Linked DNA regions of Zea mays: region 1 is linked to region 2. Evidence: chromatin contacts called from public Hi-C data. All regions are on one chromosome and are shown on one strand. Each heading gives the region's core, a stretch centred on a gene start, on an enhancer-like site or on the middle of the called end of the contact. The rest is flanking DNA. Distances are from core to core; before and after follow the strand shown.

Evidence for each region. Hi-C and Micro-C count contacts between places; a contact is called where the count stands out from the background.
Region 1: a contact with region 2 is called in a Hi-C map of tassel, with 2.3 times the contacts expected there. The contact joins the promoter of LOC100285885 here to the promoter of LOC100193735 in region 2. A contact is called at or near these places in 2 of 25 Hi-C or Micro-C datasets (ear and tassel).

The regions. Positions count from the first base shown.
Region 1 is chr2:6,689,891-6,697,041 of Zm-B73-REFERENCE-NAM-5.0, reverse strand. It overlaps LOC100285885, which reads left to right and starts at 4,261. Exons shown (of 2, transcript NM_001158775.2): 1 at 4,261-4,754; 2 at 4,902-5,680. The coding sequence starts at 4,437. The coding sequence ends at 5,171. It overlaps LOC103645869, which reads left to right. Exons shown (of 2, transcript XM_008670575.3): 2 at 3,744-4,260. The coding sequence ends at 4,105.
Region 2 is chr2:6,411,052-6,418,119 of Zm-B73-REFERENCE-NAM-5.0, reverse strand. It overlaps LOC100193735, which reads right to left and starts at 4,405. Exons shown (of 5, transcript NM_001348776.1): 1 at 4,079-4,405; 2 at 2,481-2,600; 3 at 2,111-2,186; 4 at 1,574-1,687; 5 at 99-720. The coding sequence starts at 2,596. The coding sequence ends at 292.

The sequences.
Region 1 (7,151 bases), core at 3,012-5,511, 280 kb before region 2:
TTACATCAACTACTAGCCCATGAAAGCCAGTTGACGCCAATGATGATCACTTCCAGATTTGTGGATGGTTTAAAGGATGATATACAGGCTGTGGTGGCCATTCAACGCCCAGCCGATCTGGACACAGCCTGTTCGCTAGCTCTATTACAGGAGGATATGTTGACACAACCCAATCGGAAGGAAGGCAGGAGAGTGGAATTGGGTGGTTATACTAGACCCTCCAATCCCTCCATGAAGACTGCGACCATGGCTGGACATCAAGTATCAGTTACCACAAGTCGGATCCATCCCTTGTCGGAAGATCGTCGTAGGCCGTCTGGGAGCGGTGGAAGGACGGAGGATCAGAAACTTGCTGCCTTGAAGTCCTACAGAAGAGCCAAGGGCTTATGTTTTAAATGTGGTGAAAAGTGGAATTATAATCACCATTGCTCTAACAGTGTTCCTCTTCATGTGGTGGAGGAGATGTGGGCTGTGACTGATCAGGGAAAGGAGGAAGGGGACACTGATCCAAAGGATGAGCATTATGAAACTGAGAACGAGGAGGCAGTGTTGGCGTTGTCTACGGCGGCAGTAAATGGTAGTGAAAACAACAGGACTATTCGGTTATGGGCCTCGATTCACTGTCAACAGGTGCTCGTATTGGTGGATTCTGGTAGCTCGGCTAGTTTTATGGGTACCCATCTGATGGAAGTAGTGAAAGGGGTGCAGAATTTGGTCAGACCTGTTAAAGTCAAAGTTGCTGACGGGTACTATTTGTGGTGTGAAAAATGGGTACCAAGCTGTCAATGGCTATGTGAGGGAATAACTTTTTATACTGATTTCAAGTTCTTGCCATTGGACGGTTATGATCTTATACTAGGGATGGACTGGTTGGAGGATCTTAGTCCTATGTCTATAGACTGGGCTGCAAAATGGATGGAGTTCGTGTACAAGGGTAAGAAAGTGCAGTTACAAGGCGTAACTCCTAAATTAAAAGCTTGTACTCCCATGTCTAGTGTGCAATTGAAGGGTTTGCTCAGGAAGGAAGCGGTGGAACAAGTAATCGAGTTGAGGATCACCATGGAGACTGAGACAAACACTGTTCCCGATCAGATTGTTGAGTTGGTGAACAAATACCAGGAATTGTTTGCAGCCCCAAAAGGCCTGCCTCCAAAGAGGTTGTTTGATCATGACATTCCTTTGTTGCCTGGTGTAAATCCTTTCCGACTCAGGCCTTATCGATACACTCCTCAACAAAAAAATGAGATTGAGAAACAGATTAAGGAAATGTTGGAAGGTGGAATTATCCAGCAGAGTTCCAGTCCCTTCGCTTCACCGGTGCTGTTAGTAAAGAAGAAGGATGGAGAGTGGAGGTTATGCGTGGACTACAGGAAACTCAATGCTTATACGGTGAAGAATAGGTTTCCCATGCCAGTTTTTGATGAGATTGCAGATGAGCTGAGTGGAGCCACCGTATTCACAAAGTTGGACCATAGGGCTGGTTACCATCAAATCAGGATTAAAGAGGGAGAGGAGTATAAAACGACCTTCCATACGCATAATGGACACTATGAATATAAGGTCATGCCATTCGGTCTGACAGGAGCACCGGCTACCTTTCAAGATTTTATGAATCACATCTTAGCTCCCCTTTTGAGAAAGTGTGTTGTGGTATTCTTGGATGATATTTTGGTTTATAGTACTACTTTAGAAGATCACGTTGGACATTTGGAACAGGTTTTTGGTATTCTGACCCAAAATCAGTTGAAACTAAAACAATCCAAGTGTAAGTTTGCCCAAGACAAATTGGAATTTTTGGGCCATGTAATCAGTGCTGCTGGTATTTCGACTGAACCAGCCAAGGTGGAAGTGATAAAAAATTGGCCAATTCCGAAATCTGTCAAGGAGGTGAGAAGTTTTTTGGGTATGGCGGGGTATTACCGACGTTTTGTGGCAGGGTTTGGCATCATAAGTAAACCTCTGACCAACCTGCTGAAGAAAGATCAAATGTTTGTTTGGACTGACACCACACAAAAATCTTTTGAGGCGTTGAAAGATGCTCTAGTCAAGGCACCAGTTCTGGTAATTCCAGATTTTGCTAAAACCTTTGTGATTGAAACTGATGCTAGTGGGGTAGGCATTGGAGCTGTATTACAGCAAGATGGACATCCTATCGCCTATATTAGTAAAGCTCTGGGTCCCAGGAATGCTGCTTTGTCAACATATGAGAAGGAGTGCTTGGCGATACTTTTTGCAGTTGATCATTGGAGACCTTATTTGCAACATGCCCAGTTTCTCATTAAAACCGACCAGCAAAGTTTGACTCACCTGGATGATCAAAGGGTCACAACACCTTGGCAACAAAAGGCTTTGACTAAACTAATGGGCCTTAATTTTCAAATTATCTACAAGAAGGGGGTAGAGAACAAGGTAGCTGATGCCTTATCCAGAAGGGCAGATTTACAATCCGATGACACTACCCTGCAACTGCATGTCCTGAGTAGTTCCTCTATGATCCCTAGCTGGCTGACTGAGGTCACGAAAGGATATGAAAATGATGAAGTTGCTCAGAAAATTCTTAGTGCTTTATCTACAGGACATCCGTTGGAGCATTATACGTTGGTGGCCGGGGTGATCAAGCATAAAGGCAGGGTGTGGCTGGGTCACAATCAAGATTTGCAGACGAAGGTTATGTCTTCACTGCATGACAGTGCCATAGGGGGACACTCAGGTTTTCCGGTAACATACAGAAGAATTAAAGCAATATTTAGTTGGCCTGGAATGAAAAATCAGATTCGTGAGTTTGTTGGCACTTGCTCAATCTGTCAGCAGGCCAAGCCGGATAGGAGCAAATATCCTGGACTTCTGTTACCCCTACCCATCCCAGATCATGCCTGGCAAGTCGTGACGATGGACTTTATTTCTGGGCTGCCTGTGTCCCACAAGTACAATTGTATCATGGTTGTGGTGGATAAGTTTTCGAAGTATGCACATTTCCTAGCACTAGCTCATCCGTTCACAGCTTTAACCGTAGCTAAGCTTTATCTGTCAGACATATATAAGTTGCATGGACTGCCATCGTCGATTGTGTCTGATCGGGATCCCATATTCACTAGCAAGTTATGGCAAGAACTGTTCAGATTGGCTGGGACAAAGCTGTGCATGAGTAGTGCCTATCATCCACAGTCTGATGGTCAGACAGAAAGGGTTAATCAGTGTTTGGAAGCTTATCTGAGATGCTTCGTTCATTCTTGCCCCAAACAGTGGTATTCTTGGCTCTCGCTGGCTGAATTTTGGTATAACACTTGCTATCATACCGCTCTGGGTAAATCTCCTTTCGAAGTGTTATACGGTCATGCTCCTTCTCAGCTTGGATTAGACACCGTTGATCAGTGTTCGGTTCCTGATTTACAAACTTGGTTGCTTGGTCACCAACAGATGCTACAGCAAGTAAAGTTCCATCTTCAGCGTGCTCAGGACAGAATGAAGAAACAGGCTGATAAGGGTCGAGTGGAACGTACTTATACTGTGGGCGATCAAGTTTTTCTGAAACTTCAGCCCTTCTGTCAACGATCAGTGGCTGACAGACCAGTTTCTAAACTGGCATTTCGGTTTTTTTGGTCCCTTTGAGGTGATTAAGCAGATCAATCCTGTGGCCTATGAACTAGCGTTACCATCTGGGAGTGCTATCCACCCGGTCTTTCATGTATCGCAGTTAAAATCGGCCAACGGCGTGCGGGTTCCTAGCACTGACTCTCTTCCAGATATCTTTACTGGGTTGCAGGTGCCGGAGGAAGTTCTGGAGTCCAGGCTTCTTCGTAAAGGGGGTAAGGTGATTTCGCAGTTGCTCATTAAGTGGTCCAATTGGCCGGTGTCACTGTCAACCTGGGAGGATGAAGAGGCCATTAAGCAGAAATTTCCACAAGCACCAGCTTGGGGTCAAGCTGTCGTTAAAGAAGGGGGAAATGTCAGCAGAGCAGATCACATGGACCATGCAGAGGAGCGGACTCAAGCAGTGCAACAGAAGGCACAGACAGAGGGAGTCAAGGAAGACAATCAGAGCCCGCGCAGCCGTCGTGTACCAAAGCCAAATACCAAGTACATCGGTGCAGAGTGGCGCGTATAGGTATACGGAGTTATACGTATTGATGAGGGCAGGTGTGCCGGTATAAATAATATTGTAATCGTTTCTAAACTCAGTCTGGAACATGTTATTGCCGAGTCGGCAAGAAAGGAATAGATACCAGAGAAATTCCTGGCGTGAACCACGGGTGTTGTTCACACTCGCTGTCCCTGCCTGACTCTTAAAAAGGGCGGCGTGTCACCGCCTGGTTACTCACAGTCATAGATTCACGCCGCGGAACGCGGATTCCAAGAACCCAAGTGAATCGCGGCTCCTCGAGTCCGGCGGTGCCGTCCGGAGAGGTAGAGCTAGACTGCTAGAGCACAGCCCCGCCATGGCGGCCGCGGCGCGCGCGATCATCTGCGAGCTGGCGCCGCAGAAGGTGTCGTCGACGGCGTCGGGGCCCGCGGCGCCGAAGAAGCGTGACGCCGGGACGAAGGTGGTGCTGCAGCCCCGCCTCTGCACGCTCCGGTCGTACGGCGCCGGCAGCGGCGTGGTGACGCGGAGGATTCTGGCCGGGGAGGAGGACGGCAGCGGGGCCGCCGACTCGGGCGGCTCCGCGGCGTTGCCGTTCTTCGCCTCGCTCGCTGACTACATCGAGAGCTCCCGCAAGAGCCAGGACTTCGAGACCATCTCCGGCCGCCTCGCCATGGTGAGTGACTGATGAGGGCCCGCTCTGCTCTGCTCTGCTCTGCTGTCTGCTCTACTCCTCCCTGTACACAGAGTACACGTCGGATCCACGGCACGGCTGAATTAAACCTCGCGCTGCCGGTGCTGCTACGTACGTACGTACATGCAGGTGGCGTTCGCGGCGGCGGTGGCCGTGGAGACGACGACGGGCAGCTCCCTGTTCAAGAAGCTGGACACCATGGAGATCGAGGAGGCGGCGGGGGTGTGCGTGGCGGTGGTCGCCAGCGCCGCGGCGTTCGCATGGGCCTCCAGCGCGCGCAATAGGATCGGGCAGATGTTCACGCTGGGCTGCAACGCCTTCGTCGACTCCCTGATCGACAATATCGTCGAGGCGCTCTTCTCCGAGGGCGAGCTGCAGGACTGGTCCGATGACATATGAACATGCACATGCATATATAGAGACTAATAGTAGACAGACAGTAATACAGTATACGTACATACATAGAGTCAACTATTAACAGTAAGACACTAGGTAGATGAAGTTGTTAAGTGAGTTCCATGCATTTTCGCAAGCTTCGTCATCGCTGCACAACGGCAAGGCTGAATATTTCAGAGATGGATCGTTGATTAGAGCTCCGCATTCTGCGTAGGAACACACAAGCAGGGATGTCTTTCAGAAGTGAGGCGGCTCTTAAAGCCTTCAAGGTTGTGAAATATGTAGATCTCTTCTCTTGGGAGAAATAGTGGTATCCTACTATCCTAGGCTCTGGAAAGATTGGCCCCCAGAATTAACTGTACCTGCTACTAGTACTACTAGCTATACCGAGTGTATTTAGAGAATGAATCATGTAATCAAATCCATGTAATATATGCCAAGTGTAGTCAGAGTCAAATCTGGAGTATTGATTCTTGACATTGTACCACATGGAGTGGAAATGAGAGCCTATACACCGCGTTTCTCTAGCCTATCTCCAGCTACCCAAACGCCTGTGCATACTCATTTTTTGCACTCACGTTCAGTTACTCATCTTCCATCAGAGCGCAGGGCGTGAAACTGCCTCCAACAATGTATGGTCCTGAACTCTAAATTTAGAGAACCTAACCTCCTATAAAACATCCAACAATGAACAGTAAAGCATCCAGTAAAATAGCGGTCCGTCCTTTCGCACGCTATTTTTGGAGAGGTTCACTGTGTATCCGCTATCCGGCCACCGGGCGCAAGCTTCGCCACCTTCGAGGACACCAAGTTGAGCGCATAGACAAGTGCGGCAAGGGTGTCCTCGGCGGCGGGCATGACGAAGCTCTCGGATATGACGGTGGAGCGCTACGATCTGTGGGGCGTCCTCGGCGGCGGGTACCTCACACAGGCGCAAGGCCAGTTCGTTGGTTTCGCAGTCCTTCAACCCCGGACCCCGTGGTGTCGACCTGGGCGGCCGTCCAAGAGGGCCATGATGGAGATCAGACCGTGTACATGCGCCACGAGGAGGCCGGAAAAGACGCTTCCTGGACGCATGCATCGTCGCCACCGGAGTTCTCTAGGCAGGCCACGTACTTGTGACATCCGATGTGTGCATGTGAACATTGCTTCTGTCACTGCTACTCACATGTTGTATATAGCAATTCAAGCGAAGTGTTAATGACAACTTTGGATGTCTTTGTTCGATCACATTGTTTGGTCCGATTTGCAACTTGGGGTGTGTTCGGAGCTCCTCCCCGAGCTATGCACTCCACGTGTTCGATGAAATGTCTGAGAGACCATACTAGGGAAGAGACCGTTTACTTGATATAGATGATGTAAATATAGAGGACGCTGCTGGAGAGGGTAAAGATATAGATAACGAAATATTTTAGAGGGTGTTGTAAAGGACAGAGAATATTACTTTAGAGGATGGAATTTAGGGGACATTGCTGGAGACAGCTCGAGGACGTGCAAAATAATACTCCAAATCTACGGGTTTCTCTCTTCTCTGGGGTCCATATGTGCACCCTCATGCGTGTTTCTCTCTTCTGTGCGGGTTCATATGTGCACCCTCATGCGTTCGATCGTATGCACGCTCGCATTGGTACTATACGACTGAGTCTGCATCTGACTCCCGCGGGAGATAGCCTTTACGTGTCCCTTACTCCATTTCTATGTGTCTGAACAAACACTATACGACTGAGTCAGAGCGAATAAAATTAGCACCTGTATAGAGAGAGGTCTAGGGGCGGAGCAAGGGGGCCGGCAGGGGCCATGGCCCCTTCCAAGGCTGTGACACATACAAGAGAATATATATATATATATATATATATATATATATATATATATATATATATATATATATATATATATATATATATATATATATATATATATATATATATAGTTGAAATTTTGTGTGTAAATATATATACTCTAAATTTTATGCAGTGTAATTAA
Region 2 (7,068 bases), core at 3,156-5,655:
CGTAATACAACACTTGTCTAGGGGAGAACAGTTGCTTTGATTCTCCAGATACTCAACAGCAATGCGCGAATATGAAATGCGCAGGAAGTCCGAAACATGACTGCACGATCACTTGACTACATTTGCAATAATCAAACTTATCAGAGCAAACAATTTGTTCCAAACGCAGTGATCGTCTCCTTTTAATTTACGACACTGTTGTGTCATAAATATACATCAAGCAACATCACTTGAAGGTGTTCGTCCTCATGTTTAGTAACTGCAAGGATGAACTTTATGTCTATTTTTCACTTAATTCTGCCTACCATGAGCGGCCAGATCTGCCGCGGCCTTGGCAGCCCTAGTAAGAGCATCAGACAAGATCATGGCTCCTGCAGAGAAGTAGCTGCTGGTGACGATGCCATTTACCACCTTTGCTGCCGTTCTTCCAGTGGCAGTAGCAACCGTCTTGGTTGTCTCTCTTACGCGATATGTCTCATCGACTGATCGCATTGCACCAACACCAGCATTGACCCTATCAGTTAAACCAATTCTCTTGCTCAGCTCTGCAGCCCTGGCTGCTGCTGCAGCTGTTAATCCATAGGACTCATCAAAGGCTCTAGCCTTAGCCAAAGCATCCTTGCTGAGCACGTACCCCTTTTCTAGCATCGTCTTCATGATATCTTGAGCCACTGTAAAAGCTTCCTGCGGAGTAGTGTTGTACTGGCATGTTTGGTAGTTCTGTTCATAAAAAAAAATTATACATCAGCCCAGCATTTGGGATTGGGAGAGTGAATTCCTCGTCAGACATCAAAGAGGATTATTTTGAGAATTTAGACTAGTATATCTTAAAATACCCATGTTGGAATGAGATAAGCTTCCTTCTTTTTTCCTCAGTTCTCATCACTGTGCATCTCTAAAGTGTGAAACCCACATTTTAACTCATCAGTTATGTAACAGAAAGATTAGCATAACCAGGTGAGGTGGTAAGTTACATGGCCAAAAAAGTTATATTGTGACTTATGCAAAAGAGCATATGTGCTTATCAACAGCAAGGACGCACTCCAAGCAGTTTAATTATCATGATTGGTGTGATGCAAATCATGTGTGTGACTAGAGATAATTTGCTTCAACGCCAATCTAATTTTTTTATCGGCCGGGGAGGGAAAGACTGTCCTCCCGGTATTATATTAAGAAGAGACCGAAACAATAGTCCCGGCTGAGAAAATCCCCAAACCCTGGCCTCCCATCACTAACAGGCCGGCGTCAACCGTCCACTCTGCAACGGCCCAACCGAAGGGTGGCGCACAGGGCATAGTAACCCGAAAGCGGATGGACATAGCGAGAGGATTTTTTAACCAAGCCTGAAAATTCGCCTCCGAGAGGGATCGAATCCAAGACTTGGAGGTGCTATTCGGAAGTCGTTAACCACTAGGCTAGAGGCCCTTTCGCCAACGTCAATCCAATTAATTGTCATATACTGAGAAAACTGGTTGATCAAGGCAGAAATGAACTATATGTACAAAAATGCTTCCTTGTCCTAGTTGACTGCTATTAACTATGCAGAAAATTAGTAGAACAGAGAGATGCATACCCTGTATTCGATTTCCTCTTCAACCTCCCAAGTTGGCCTGTCCCAGAAATTAAAAGTTCCCTCAGGTTGTCCCCAATAGGTTATGCATACTGGCTGATCCACAATAGTAGCCCCCTATCAAAGATGCAAAGTGTTGTCAAAGCACAACAAAAACAACCAAGTCAACAAGGTACTTGCTACCCAGGAGACTTGTTGACAAAGTGGTTCGGCAAAGTATACGACCAGCTCAAAATCCATTTAAGAATTGAGATAGTCTGGGTAAAGGTAAACAGGGCGTCACATGTAAAATTGCATGTGTACATAAAGCTTTTGGGCCTCTTCGATTTAGAAGGAGAAACTTCTTCTAAAAGAATTTTTGCTCTGAATGATGTACACACTAAAGAGAGGCTCAAGAACTTTCTTGCTTTATAGGAAAATCATTTTATCAGTAAGTCGACTTAGAGAACATGACATGAAGCCATCATGGGTATCAGGCACATCAAGGGTGCTACATTTAATTTGTGTGGAAAACATTGTTTCCAAAAAAAGACAACTTACACTGAGCAATACTGCAGTTTCCAAGGCAAAGCGTTCCTTGAATGTCACATAAGCAGTGGCACCGTATCCTTCTGATCTGTAGTGTTTAAATTCACCATAAAATTGATGACAAGGGCGTGTCATAAAACAAAATTTTGAATTGTGAGCCAGGGTACTCCAAAGATAAGATCATTCTATGAGGTAAATGTATAACAAGCATGGTGAATGTAGACCAGATATTTTTAACTAGAATGTTTGAGTGGACAGGATATGCCACGGATAACAATTATCCTTTTCTGTGAAGAAAGTTAAGATGCCATTTATCTACTATGAAAGGTGAGACAAATAAAATTTTATTTCTCTGAAAAGATAGTGAGTAAAAAAACACTACCTGATAAGTTCTATATGCTCAATAGGACCAGAGAACGAAAAGAACTCATGAAGATCACTTTCAGATACTCTGCTCGAGAGGTTAGTGACTTGTACAGTGTGCCCTGTTTCACTCATAATTCTGGAAGTCATCAAACAGAAAAGGTCAAAATTTAAGTATTTCCTGTGATATACGTGTGAAATTGGACAGGCACAGTAGTTTCCGACTTTAGTCAGTGGGATATGTAACATCATTACAAGCACCAAGTAGTTTCTCCTTGTGTATCTCATTGGAAAGAACCTTTTGGTTGACCTTATTGTATCCTGTCTATAGCTATTATCCTAAAGAATAATTTGGTGTAAAGTCAGCATCAGCAGGGGTTCGTGGGATTCACGACCTGTGTGAAAAAGGTCTTCTTAATACAATGTCTGGGGGTTGTCTTACCCCGCAAGTCGAGTTTTTTTAAGCCAGCGTCAGAATTAAAATTTTAAATAAATATATGTTGCTTTCTAGTAGAAGTAGAAAATAGTTACACAAAGTCAATAGCAATGAAACAAAAAGGATATATCACACACACATTAGTTGGGCCACTGAAATGTCCATATGTCTATTTAGCTAATACAATCTTTACAAAACTAGGCATGCAGTGATAGCATCACCAGTATATACAGTTCAGTGCAAATAATATAAAAGCACAAGGTGACCTGCTGTATATTTTCATCTCCTTAACAGTACATTATCTTCTTTTTTTTTCCTTTCAGGCTGGGCATTGAATACTAAAGTGTGAATTTCACTATGACCGACTTATGATACATGGCCATGTTACAGAACAGAAATCAACATCATTGTTAATTATTCAATTCCATGAACGTATGACGGTATGAAGCAGTTATAAGGTGCTATCAAGGAGAAATTATGTTTACAATATCAATGCTGAGGCAAGATTGGTTCCCTAAGTAGCCCGAAAATAAATAAGGCATGAAAACTAAAGTGTAGAGGTTTCAAAATTCAAATGAAGAGGAACTAGCAGAAACTTGGTACTGTGTCCTGACAGCAATACTTGCGGCTAACACGGAAATGATTGCCCAAATACCACTGTAGGAATATTATGAATCCGGAGGAGTTACAATTATCAAGTGCAGTAGCATTTCAGTAAACCGACTACAGCTTCTACAATACCGGTTGTTCCCTCGTAGTGCCACTTGTTTTTATTTTTCAGAACCCAACCACTCACCATATGTTTGTTCACAAAGCCCTTACTCATTCATCCAGCAGGCTTCGTATCCTCAGCAACTAAACTTAGCGTCATATATACACGAACGGACGAACCTTTAAATAATCACAATTTTCCTGTAAATGTTAGTAGCAAACAGCTGATCTGATATACCACGTAGAAGACAAAATGGAGAAAATAGAGTGGATAAAGGGTTACAGATTATGCAACCGGAAAACGTAACTCAAAACAGGAAGGGAAAAAGTCGCAGCCATATCACAGACACCGTAAGAAACGCACCGACACAGAATCCGGACGCGTCGGCGACAAATCACCACCGAAGCAAGCGCAAATGAACCAAAAATGACAGCAATTCAGGGCAAGGCGAGAAGAGAAGGAGCCTCACCCTCACCCTTGTCTTCCCGTCGACTCCTCGCGCCCGCACCCAGCTCGGCAGTCGGCAGCGCTAGGTCTGGCGAGGCTTCCCGCACCAGCACCCGCGCTTCACCCACCGCACAAGCGCCAGAGCGGCCGAGGCGAGCCCGTCCAAACTCCAAAGCGTCTGATGAGCCCGTCGGCGCGGCCTTTAGTGGCGTGTGGGGCAAGGGCGCGACCTCGATCTCCCACCTACTACTCAACCGGGGTTCACTTCCGCGCCCGCGCGCGCACACCGGATTGCTCCTTCCCCATCGGCAGTTGGGAGTTGGGACGAGGGGGCACGAGGCCAGCGGAGAGGACGGGAGCGTGGCGTGGCGTGGCGTGGCGTCCTCGAGATCGGAATAGGGATCAGGTTGCGACTGGGTGGGACCGTGGGACAGGTTAGTGGACTATTGGGCCACGGGTCAGACTCCCAAGCGCTTTGGTCGGGTACGGGCGGTGTCGGCGCCTCGGGTAGCAGTTGTGGTTGGATTTCATGGGCTCGTGAAAGGAAAGTGGCTCTCTTCTGGTATGGGCCGGCTATGGGCTGCTAAAGAAACCTGGGCCTTGATGAGTTTCAGAAGCCTTCGTATGATTCGTTACAAAAACCAGACACGTGGAGTTATGTACACTGATGTCCCTAATAGTTCCTTCGACTAATAGATATATAAACATAAACTCTTCACCTAGTGAATGATGAGGTTCATACCTACCCGTCGAAGAACACGCACGACATTCCCTACTAAAAATTTACATCTCAGAGCTCTCTTCATACACTACGGTCGTGATTAAAATTTTTCGTCTTGTATGAGAATTCGAAAATGTTTCATTCCACGGTCTCTTGGCGCTCCGTCTTTTTGAATGGAATGCGCGGTGGGCGGCGTGCGTGAGATCGCCGCATGTTGTACGTAATTAATCTGGGCGCGACCGATCGACGTAACGTGCGTGGATGGCGGCGTCTCCACGTGGGCTATTTCCCGGGCCGGATCTGCGATGCACATGGCTCGGTGGCTGTGCCTACTGCCTAGTAGCTATATGATGACTCTATCTGTGTCTGCGTGGTACACTGGCACGACGTATAGCGTAATCATAAGCCATTGCCGCCAGCCGGGAATGGGACAGAGGTAACTATTTACGATTTCCTCTATCTCAAATAAATTACGAAATATTTTAGTATTTTTAGATAGTTATGCTCTTACAGTTATTTATTAAGATAGAAAAGGTAAGTCTTTATAATTGAAGCACAGATTAAATAAGTGTCGAAGGATGACTACGTTTACTAGCAAAAATCAACCAAAAAAAATAAAGGTCACGCTTACATTACATGATTAACAATGGGCCTGGGGCGACTTTGCTGTAATTTTTATCAGACGACGGCGAAAAAAATAAAGGGTTAATTATACGAACCACGACTCAGAACAACAAAAGGAACGACACCAACATGGATCCAAATAAATACTGAAACAAGACAATTAATACCTCAACACACCACTAAAAAAAACCTGATTAAGGGCCCTCCCAAATCCTCATTTAACTATCCGGAGCGCGTATGCAGATGCACGTGGCGTATTTGGACATGCATGATCGATTGCTATGCTGTTTTCCGATGGGATGGACGGCTCGCTCCGACAACAGCACGGCCCGTGGTCTGATGCATCTATACGCGCGCGCGAGAGGGAGAGGCGACGCCGCGGCGGCTATGCATACATGCAGTGGTGGCCGAGCTGAGGGCCGGGAGCCATCAGCCATGCATGCAGCGTGGTCACGAGGAGGAAGGGGGTGCAGCAGCCAGCAGTCATCGTCAGCGTTTAAAAAAAGGGGAAGAGATGGATGGAGACGGGCCACCCGATTGACAGGATTATGGAATGACTGCTGAGCCGAAGACAGCCCATTTATGTAAAGCCTAAATTGTTGCTTCATCATACTATCTGGTACTGCCGTACTGGTACATATATATGTAGCCAAAACGAATTGAAGCTCCAGTCGTTTCGTCGGTACGGATGACGTGCATATCTAACCTAGGCACCGCCTGCTGGTATACTTCCTCTATCTATCCTCTTCCTGCATGTGGTCCGTCTTTTTTTTTTTAAGAAAAAAGAAAAGAATCAACAATCAATCAGGTGGCCATGCATTTATGATACTGAGACTACTACTTATAGCTAGATTGATTCATCACGATCGTCTGGTCGGCCGGGTGCAGTGGTGTCGCGCCAAGAGAGTGGAGGTACAGACACGTACACACTCACGCTCTCGCTAGGTACCACAAATCACGTATGCATATGTGCCAAATATGTGATGCTCTTTGCCGGCCGGCCGGATGATATATGATATAATTCAAGAGTACCTGACCTAAGACTAAAATAGTAGTATTTGCATCCAACGGACGAGGAGCTCTCGATCGCCTGTCCGGCGGGAGTCGATCGGACGCGTGCCTGCCTGCCTGCGCGCCATGCATGCATATAAATGCAGAATGTGTTGGTACGCGTTTGGTGGCCTGTCGTTCGCGTACGTACATTTGGTCGTCGTACGTACGTCGACCTCATCATCACATGTAGCTAGCCCCTACAAACCCTGATGCATGGTACGTACGTACGTAGTAAGCGCCTCGTACGTGTCCCAGCCGGCGCCGGCCGGCCTACTAAGGAGCTAGCGGTGGTATACTGCAGGTAGCAGCTAGGGCAGCTGCAGCCAAGTCAGCCATTGAGTTGCGGTCTCGAGCTGCGTCGTGGGTGCCGGCCGGTCTGCCGTGGAGTCCGGAACTCCGGATGGATCGGCGGCCGTACGTCGTCGGCCGGGCGCGAGCTGATCATTGCAACGTGTGGACCGAATCGGAACAAGTCCAGGGAGACCGCGATATCGAGAAGGCCCAGGCCCAGCACCAGGCCCCAGGAGGAGGGATCGCGTGGCCCAACACGGTACACATGCTTGTCCGCACACGGAATTCGTGTCGTCTCTGTCCGCGGTCTCTCTTCTCCCCCC